2 separate regions of the Sus scrofa genome follow, and region 2 is linked to region 1. A link is a contact called in public HiChIP or PLAC-seq data. All regions are on one chromosome and are shown on one strand. Each heading gives the region's core, a stretch centred on a gene start, on an enhancer-like site or on the middle of the called end of the contact. The rest is flanking DNA. Distances are from core to core; before and after follow the strand shown. Region 1 has its middle 15 kb from the start of USP47. Region 2 has its middle 59 kb from the start of ZBED5.

The links. HiChIP or PLAC-seq counts read pairs in DNA pulled down with a chosen protein or histone mark.
Region 2: an H3K27ac HiChIP or PLAC-seq map of skeletal muscle shows a contact between it and region 1, with 6 times the contacts expected there. The contact joins two enhancer-like sites. A contact is called at or near these places in 1 of 5 promoter capture datasets (fetal skeletal muscle) and 1 of 2 datasets of contacts at active chromatin or transcription factors (skeletal muscle).

Annotation. Positions count from the first base shown.
Region 1 is chr2:47,596,966-47,600,387 of Sscrofa11.1, reverse strand. No RefSeq gene overlaps it. Among named protein-coding and RNA genes, the nearest start is that of USP47, 15 kb to the right of the region's middle. Within about 2 kb of position 1,742, at least 1 of the 83 cell types and tissues checked has an H3K27ac peak or open chromatin away from gene starts, as enhancers often do. A contact at or near this core is called in skeletal muscle, where this site is marked.
Region 2 is chr2:48,563,825-48,567,246 of Sscrofa11.1, reverse strand. No RefSeq gene overlaps it. Among named protein-coding and RNA genes, the nearest start is that of ZBED5, 59 kb to the left of the region's middle. Within about 2 kb of position 1,551, at least 18 of the 83 cell types and tissues checked have an H3K27ac peak or open chromatin away from gene starts, as enhancers often do. A contact at or near this core is called in skeletal muscle, where this site is marked.

The DNA.
Region 1 (3,422 bases), core at 493-2,992:
TTCCCACTGTGATGAAATGGATCGGTGGTATCTCTGCAGCACCAGGACACAGGTTAAATCCCCAGTCAGGCACAGTGGGTTAAAGGATCCAGTGTTACCAGAGCTGCAGCATGGGTCACAACTGCGGCTCAGATCTGATCCCTGGCCTGGGAACTTCCATATGCCATGAGGTGGCCAAAAAATGAATGAATGAATGAACAAATAAATAAATTTATAAGCACCTATGGGAATCTTCTGTGGAGAACTGTCTTTTACTAACAAATTGACTGTGCCTTTTCTTAGTTATTGAAAGTTCCAATGTGATTAAAGTTTCATTCCATTGATAGTTATACTGCTATTTTAAATACACAGAGTCAAAAATGATTAAATCAGAGTTCCCTCATAGCCCAGCATGTTAAGAATCTGGTGTTGTCACTGCAGTGGCTCGAGTTGCTGCTGCGGGGCAGGTTTGATCTCTATACTGGGAACTTTTATATGCCATGGGTGCAGCCAAAAAAAAAAAAAAAAAAGACTGAATCAAAACCACCAAACATTTCAATTTTAATGAGATCTGAAAGCTGTAATTTAGCTAAATACTTTCAAAAGATGAGGTCAAGATGAACATTGTGGTGATTAGATATATTCATCTTGATATAAATATCAAGAGTGTCCAATGTTTCAGGATGAAAATGAGATGATATTCTTAGAAATAGGAAAACATTCAACTCCCACCAAAGCTGGATCATGATCACTAAGTGCAAGTGAATAACGAAGACCTCTTATAATTTAGGCATTCGCTCAGTTAATAAATGTTGATTGATCACTTATAGAATAGTGATTCAAGGCATGGGCTTCAGAGCCAGACTGCCTGGATCTAAATTTCCACTCCATCACCAAGTAGAGTTCTGATTCTGTGTATTAGTCGAGATAAGTTAGGTTTGCTATGATGTTTGAGTCTGTTTGGGCTGCTATAACAAAAATACCATAGACTGGGTGGTTTATAAACAAATACTTGTCTCTCATAATTCTGGAGACTGAGAAGTCCAAGATCAAGGTCCTGGCAGATTCAGTGTCAGATAGGAGCCTGTTCCCAGGTTCATAAACAGCTATCATCTTGCTGCGTCCTCACATGGCAGAAAGGGTGAGGGAGCTTACCTGGGTCTCGTGTGTGTGTGTGTGTGTGTGTGTGTGTGTGTGTGTGTGTGTGTGTGTGTAGCTTTTTAGGGCCACACCAGATGCATATGGAATTTCCCAGACTTTGGGCCTACGCCACAGCCACAGCAACGCAGAACCCGACTCTCATGGATGCTAGTCAAATACATCTCTGCTGCGCCACGATGGGAACTCCCTTGGGTATTTTGTATAAGGGCACTGATCCTCTTCAAGAGGGCTTTGCCTATCACTTCCTAAAGGCCCTATCTTCCAGTACCATCACATTAGGGATTAGATTTCAGTATATGAGTTGGGGAGGTAGGGGGCTAAACATCAGTCTATAGCAAATGCTAACAGGTCAGAACCAAAATCTCAGTGACTTAAATCTTCGGCGTTTATTTCTCACTCATACTACGTTTCTATTGTGAGGGAGAAGGAGCTGTACTCTCATCTTCACTCAGAGATCCAGAGTGAAGGAGGCTCTAGTGTCTTGTAGCTGTTTAAGCACCGGAGGGTCTCATACCATCCATTCACTGCTTTAGCAGAGAAGTGCCCTAGAGCACAGAAGTGACACATATCAATTCTATTCTTAGTTCATTGACCTTTCCTAGCCACAAGGCCATCTCACTGTAACAAGGTAGGAAAATGATTCTCCTACATGCTTAGAAAGGTAAGAGACCAGGGACAGTGAGCACTAAAAGCCTCTATGACATTTTGGGCATATTACGTCATCTCTTTGTGGCTCCATTTCTTCATCTAAAGAATGAAGATAATAATGGTATCTTACTTGTAAAGTTGTGGGGATTAAGGCCATATACATAAAGCACATTTAACACCTAATATTCGACAAGTGCTATTACTATTAGGTACTAGTCATTATGCTAAGCAAAAGGACAAAAAAGCTGAATTAGATAGCTCTCTCCACCCTGGGAGTTCACACATTCGCAGAGAATACAGACATATAAGTTAATAATTCCACAGGAAATCTGATTAATATAACTCAGGTAAAATATTTTGATTCTTTCTTTCTTTTTTTTTTTTTTTTTTGGTCTTTTGTCTTTTGTCTTTTTGAGGGCTGTACCCATGGCATGTGGAGGTTCCCAGGCTAGGGATCTAATCAGAGCTGTAGCCTGCTGGCCTACTCCACAGCCACAGCATCACCAGATCCGAGCTGTTTCTGTAACCTACACCAGAGCTCACGGCAACGCCAGATCCTTAACCCACTGAGTGAGGCCAGGGATCAAACCCACAACTTCATGGTTCCTAGTTGGATTTGTTTCCGCTGTGCCACGACTCGAACTCCAATACCTTGGTTCTGATTACTCAGGAGTGCAGAAAGGCAGAGCCTCATGGGAAAGTAGTACATAGGCTGCAGAATCAGGCATATCTTGGTTTGACCCTTAGCTTGGCCAATTACTGGATGTGACTTAGACTAGTGACCTGAACTCTCTAAGCCTCAGAATCCCCTCTGTAAAATGATGAACTCAAAAACATTCATCTGCGGTTGGTTATAAGGATTAAATGGTAAGCAAGTAGCATAATGTACAATAGGCAGTTTGATTAATAGGAACTATTATCTGAAATATATGTCTCAACATTCTAGGATGTTGAAACTGTTCCTACTGTTCTATTCATTTCAAGCCAGTAAACATGCATAGAGGTCCTATGTGCCTATCCAGACTCAATGGGAAAAGTTAATTTTGCTAGCTGTCTTCTTTGGGTCACATCCGTTTAAAGAAAAAAATGAAAAATAACAATAAACAAGGCAAATAAAATCCTACATGATCCAGAGCAATACATTTTCTGTCTTTTTTTTTTTTTTTTTTTTTTTTGCCATTTCTTGGGCTGCTCCCTCAGCATATGGAGGTTCCCGGGCTAGGGGTCGAATCAGAGCTGTAGCTGCTGGCCTACACCAGAGCGACAGCAACGCAGGATCCGAGCTGTGTCTGTGACCTACACCACAGCTCACAGCAACACCGGATCCTTAACCCACTGAGCGAAGCCAGGGATCGAACCTGCAACCTCATGGTTCCTAGTCCGATTTGTTAACCACTGTGCTACGACGGGAACTCCCAGAGCAATATATTTCTTGATCTAACCCTCCTCTTTTTCCTGTAGCTATTCTCTCCAAAATCCAGCCCCATGCAGATTCTTCTCATTTTGCAAGATTCAAAGGGCATCTTGTGGTTTCCCCCAAGAAACTAGTCCTCTTTCCTTCCTCTCCTTTCATTTTTGAGCCTTGAGCCACTAGAGAGGGCTCTCCAGCTGCCCCCATTTCCACTGCCCACTGG
Region 2 (3,422 bases), core at 302-2,801, 970 kb before region 1:
ATAAAACTGAACACTTATCATCCTCCAGCATTCATAATTGCCATTTTCCCAACAGAGAACATAATGCCTTTTTGACCAAGAGTTTACCTTCCTGAGAGGCCTCTGTTAAGAGTGTTGCCAGCATCAGCAATGTTCCTTCTATGGGCTAGGCTGACCTACATTCTTTCTTTTTTTTTTTTTTTTTTAGGGCTGCACCCTCAGAATATGGAAATTCCCAGGCTAGGGGTCAAATTGGAGCTGCAGCTGCCAGCCACAGCCACAGCCACACTGGGTGGCTTTAACCCACTCAGCAAGGCCAGGGATCAAACATGCATCCTCATGAATAGTAGTCAGGTTCTTAACCTGCTGAGCCACAAGGGGAACACTGGGTCCATGTTCTCCTCCTTTTATTTTATTTTATTTTATTTATTTTGTCTTTTTAGGACCACACCGATGGCATATGGAGGTTCTCAGGCTAGGGTCGAATTGGACCCTAGGCAATACCACAGCCATAGCAACGCCAGATCCAAGCCGCATCTTTGATCTACACCACAGCTCACAGCAACACCAGATCCTCAACCCACTGAGCAAAGCCAGGGATCAAACCTGCATCCCCAGAATACTAGTCAGATTTATTTTTGCTGAGCTACAATGGGAACTCCCAGACCTACATTCTTTTTAAATTTTTTTTGTATTTTCTAGGGCCACTCCCTTGGCATATGGAGGTTTCCAGGCTAAGGGTCCGATCGGAGCTGTAGCTGCCAGCCTACACCACAGCCAGAGCAACGCGGGATCCTTAGCCCACTGAGCGAGGCCAGGGATCGAACCGGCAACCTCATGGTTCCTAGTCAGATTTGTTAACCATTGAGCCACGTCGGGAACGCCAGACCTACGTTCTTTTAATTAAGGAATGTGTTGATTATTTTAGGACATCAAGAGCTAGAGACTAGTGAAAGGGATATTTTTGTTGACTTTTCTTCTCTGTGGAAAGCATTGCTGAGCAGCATTCAGATATGATCTGTGTTGTTTTGCAGCTCTTTACCCCAAATGGGGTTGCTCTAGGACCCCTGACTGGAATGGCCTACATGGTCTTAGGGAGTGAGGACAGAAGTCATTTCTCTGCAGCTCTTGGCCAAGTCCTCTGAATACTATCAAGTTCCTTTGGCTACTACCCCTGGGGATCAAAGTGGAGTGTTCCTCTTTTTGACGTAGGCAGTCCCAGTGGAGAGGCTTCCTCTACAAGAAGATTTAAAGGACAAGTGAGGATAATTTTTAGACAGAGCCATTATTATAGAAATCTTGCATCCACTTCGTGTCCCCTGGTTACGAGAAGCAGAGTCTTCCGGAAGGGTTCATGCAGGGTCACTCACAGCTGTCAAATCCCAGTGGTTTCCCATGAGAAGGAAGAAACCATTAACTGTTGGAGGAGTGTGTGTGTGTGTGTGTGTGTGTGTGTGTTGGGGAGGCGGGGTGTTTGGGTCCATGAAGCAGAACTTGTTTGGGGCTGTCCAGCCCTTTTGCATCAGGTTATGCCAGTAAGAAGAAACACCAAATACTTCCCCTTGAACTGTAAGTGCTCCAGAAATACTGCTACTAGTGAGTCATGCCAGGGTGTAGTCAAAAAGCAACTCTAGACAGGAGAGAAGGAAAGGTGTTGGATTACGCCACGGTTGGAAGTTCCCTTGGCATAAATACTGAGCCTGGGAGCTCAGTCTTACGCTCTGGACTTGGCAGGATCCGGGGTCTCGAACACCATGTCCAGCCCTAAAGTTCCTGGTAAAGATGATCCTTGGAGGGAAGAGTGAACACACAGGTGCTGCAGTCTCCAAAATATGTCCTGGTCTGTCTTCAAAGTCCTCGTGCCAGGAGGGGACCTCTGTACTGTCTATTCTGGCCGCAGCACCTGGCCCGCAGCAGTGACCGACATCTGCTGGCTGGCTGAACATATGGGTGAGTGAGGCTAGACAAGGAGGCTGGAAGTTCCAGTTGCCTCGAGTCCTGCTGCCTGGTCTTCACCAGTGGCCATGCGGTGCTGTAACTCAGCACGGAGGGACCATGTGACAGAGGCTGCTATAGAGCACAGAGGTTCTGAGCTTAGAATCTGGGGTCAGACACATCTGGGCCCTAATCCTGGCTCTGCCACCTGTGTGACCTCAGACCAGTTACTTGGTCTTTTTTTTTGTCCTTTTAGGGCCACACCCTCGGCATATAGAAGTTCCCAGGCTAGAGATTGAATCAAGTCCATAGCCACCAGCCTACGCCACCCACTGCAACGCCAGGTCTGGGCCACGTCTGACCTACACCACAGTTCACGGCAATGCTGGATCCTTAACCCACTGAGTGAGGCCAGGGATTGAACCTGCGTCCTCATGGTTCCTAGTCAGATTCATTTCTGCTGAGCCACATCAGGAACTCCCAGCTACCTGGTCTTTGATTTCCATTTCCTCACATAGAAAGTGGATATAACAAAATCTTCGGGAGTTCCCATTGTGGCTCTGTGGTAACAAACCTGACTAGTATCCATGAGGTTGTGGGTTCGACCCTGGGCCTCACTCAGTGGGTTAAGGATCCAGTGCTGCAGTGAGCTGTGGTGGTGTTGTGACGGTGGCGTAGGCCGGCAGCTATAGTTCCAATTGGACCCCTAGCCTGGGAACCTCCATATGCTGCGGGTACAGTCCTAAAAAGACACGCACAAAAAAACCCTTCCTCATTTGGCCATCAGGAGAATAAGCTAAGATAATGCCTATCAACACTTTTGTTCTGTCCCTAGCACACAGGAAGTTCTCAGTGGGCCCATGTGGGATTCTCTGCATTGGCCGCTGCAATGCTACAGACCTAGAGCGTTAGCCTGGGGGAATGGCACACATCACCGTTTCTGGATAAGGTGGCAGGTTCTGGACCCTGCAGTGTAGGCCGGTGTAGTGCCCTGGCCCTCAGGATTGTTATATGTGTGTGAGTCATGAATTATGAGTGAAAGCCTCTGAGGTCACATGTGTGGGGATGAGGCAGGGCCAGACTTGATCAAGTCACAGTGAGCCAGAAGCAGATCTGCTGGATTCTCCAGAGAAGAGTTATGGCTGATTTCACTGAAGATGAAGGATGGAAGGGAGCTTCGGTTGGCTTTAGCCTGGGCCTCAAATCTGATGTGTTTCCTCATCAATCAAAGCATGTTTCTGCTTAGCAGGAATGGACCCTCCCTACCCAGCGTCCTTATGGGGCCATCATAACTTATTAAATTTGATTCGGGCAAGATGCACCACTGGGTAAATTTTATTGTGAGACCTCCATGCCAGGAATTCCTACAATCTGTCATCTGAGAAAGGCCCAGAACACTGAGACAGGAGCCAAGCTCTGCCCTGTCAGGTAAGTGGGTGATGAGTCTGTTTGTGAAATTTTAATTGCTCAGGCGTGACAGATGATGCTGTGAGCATTACTGAATTACA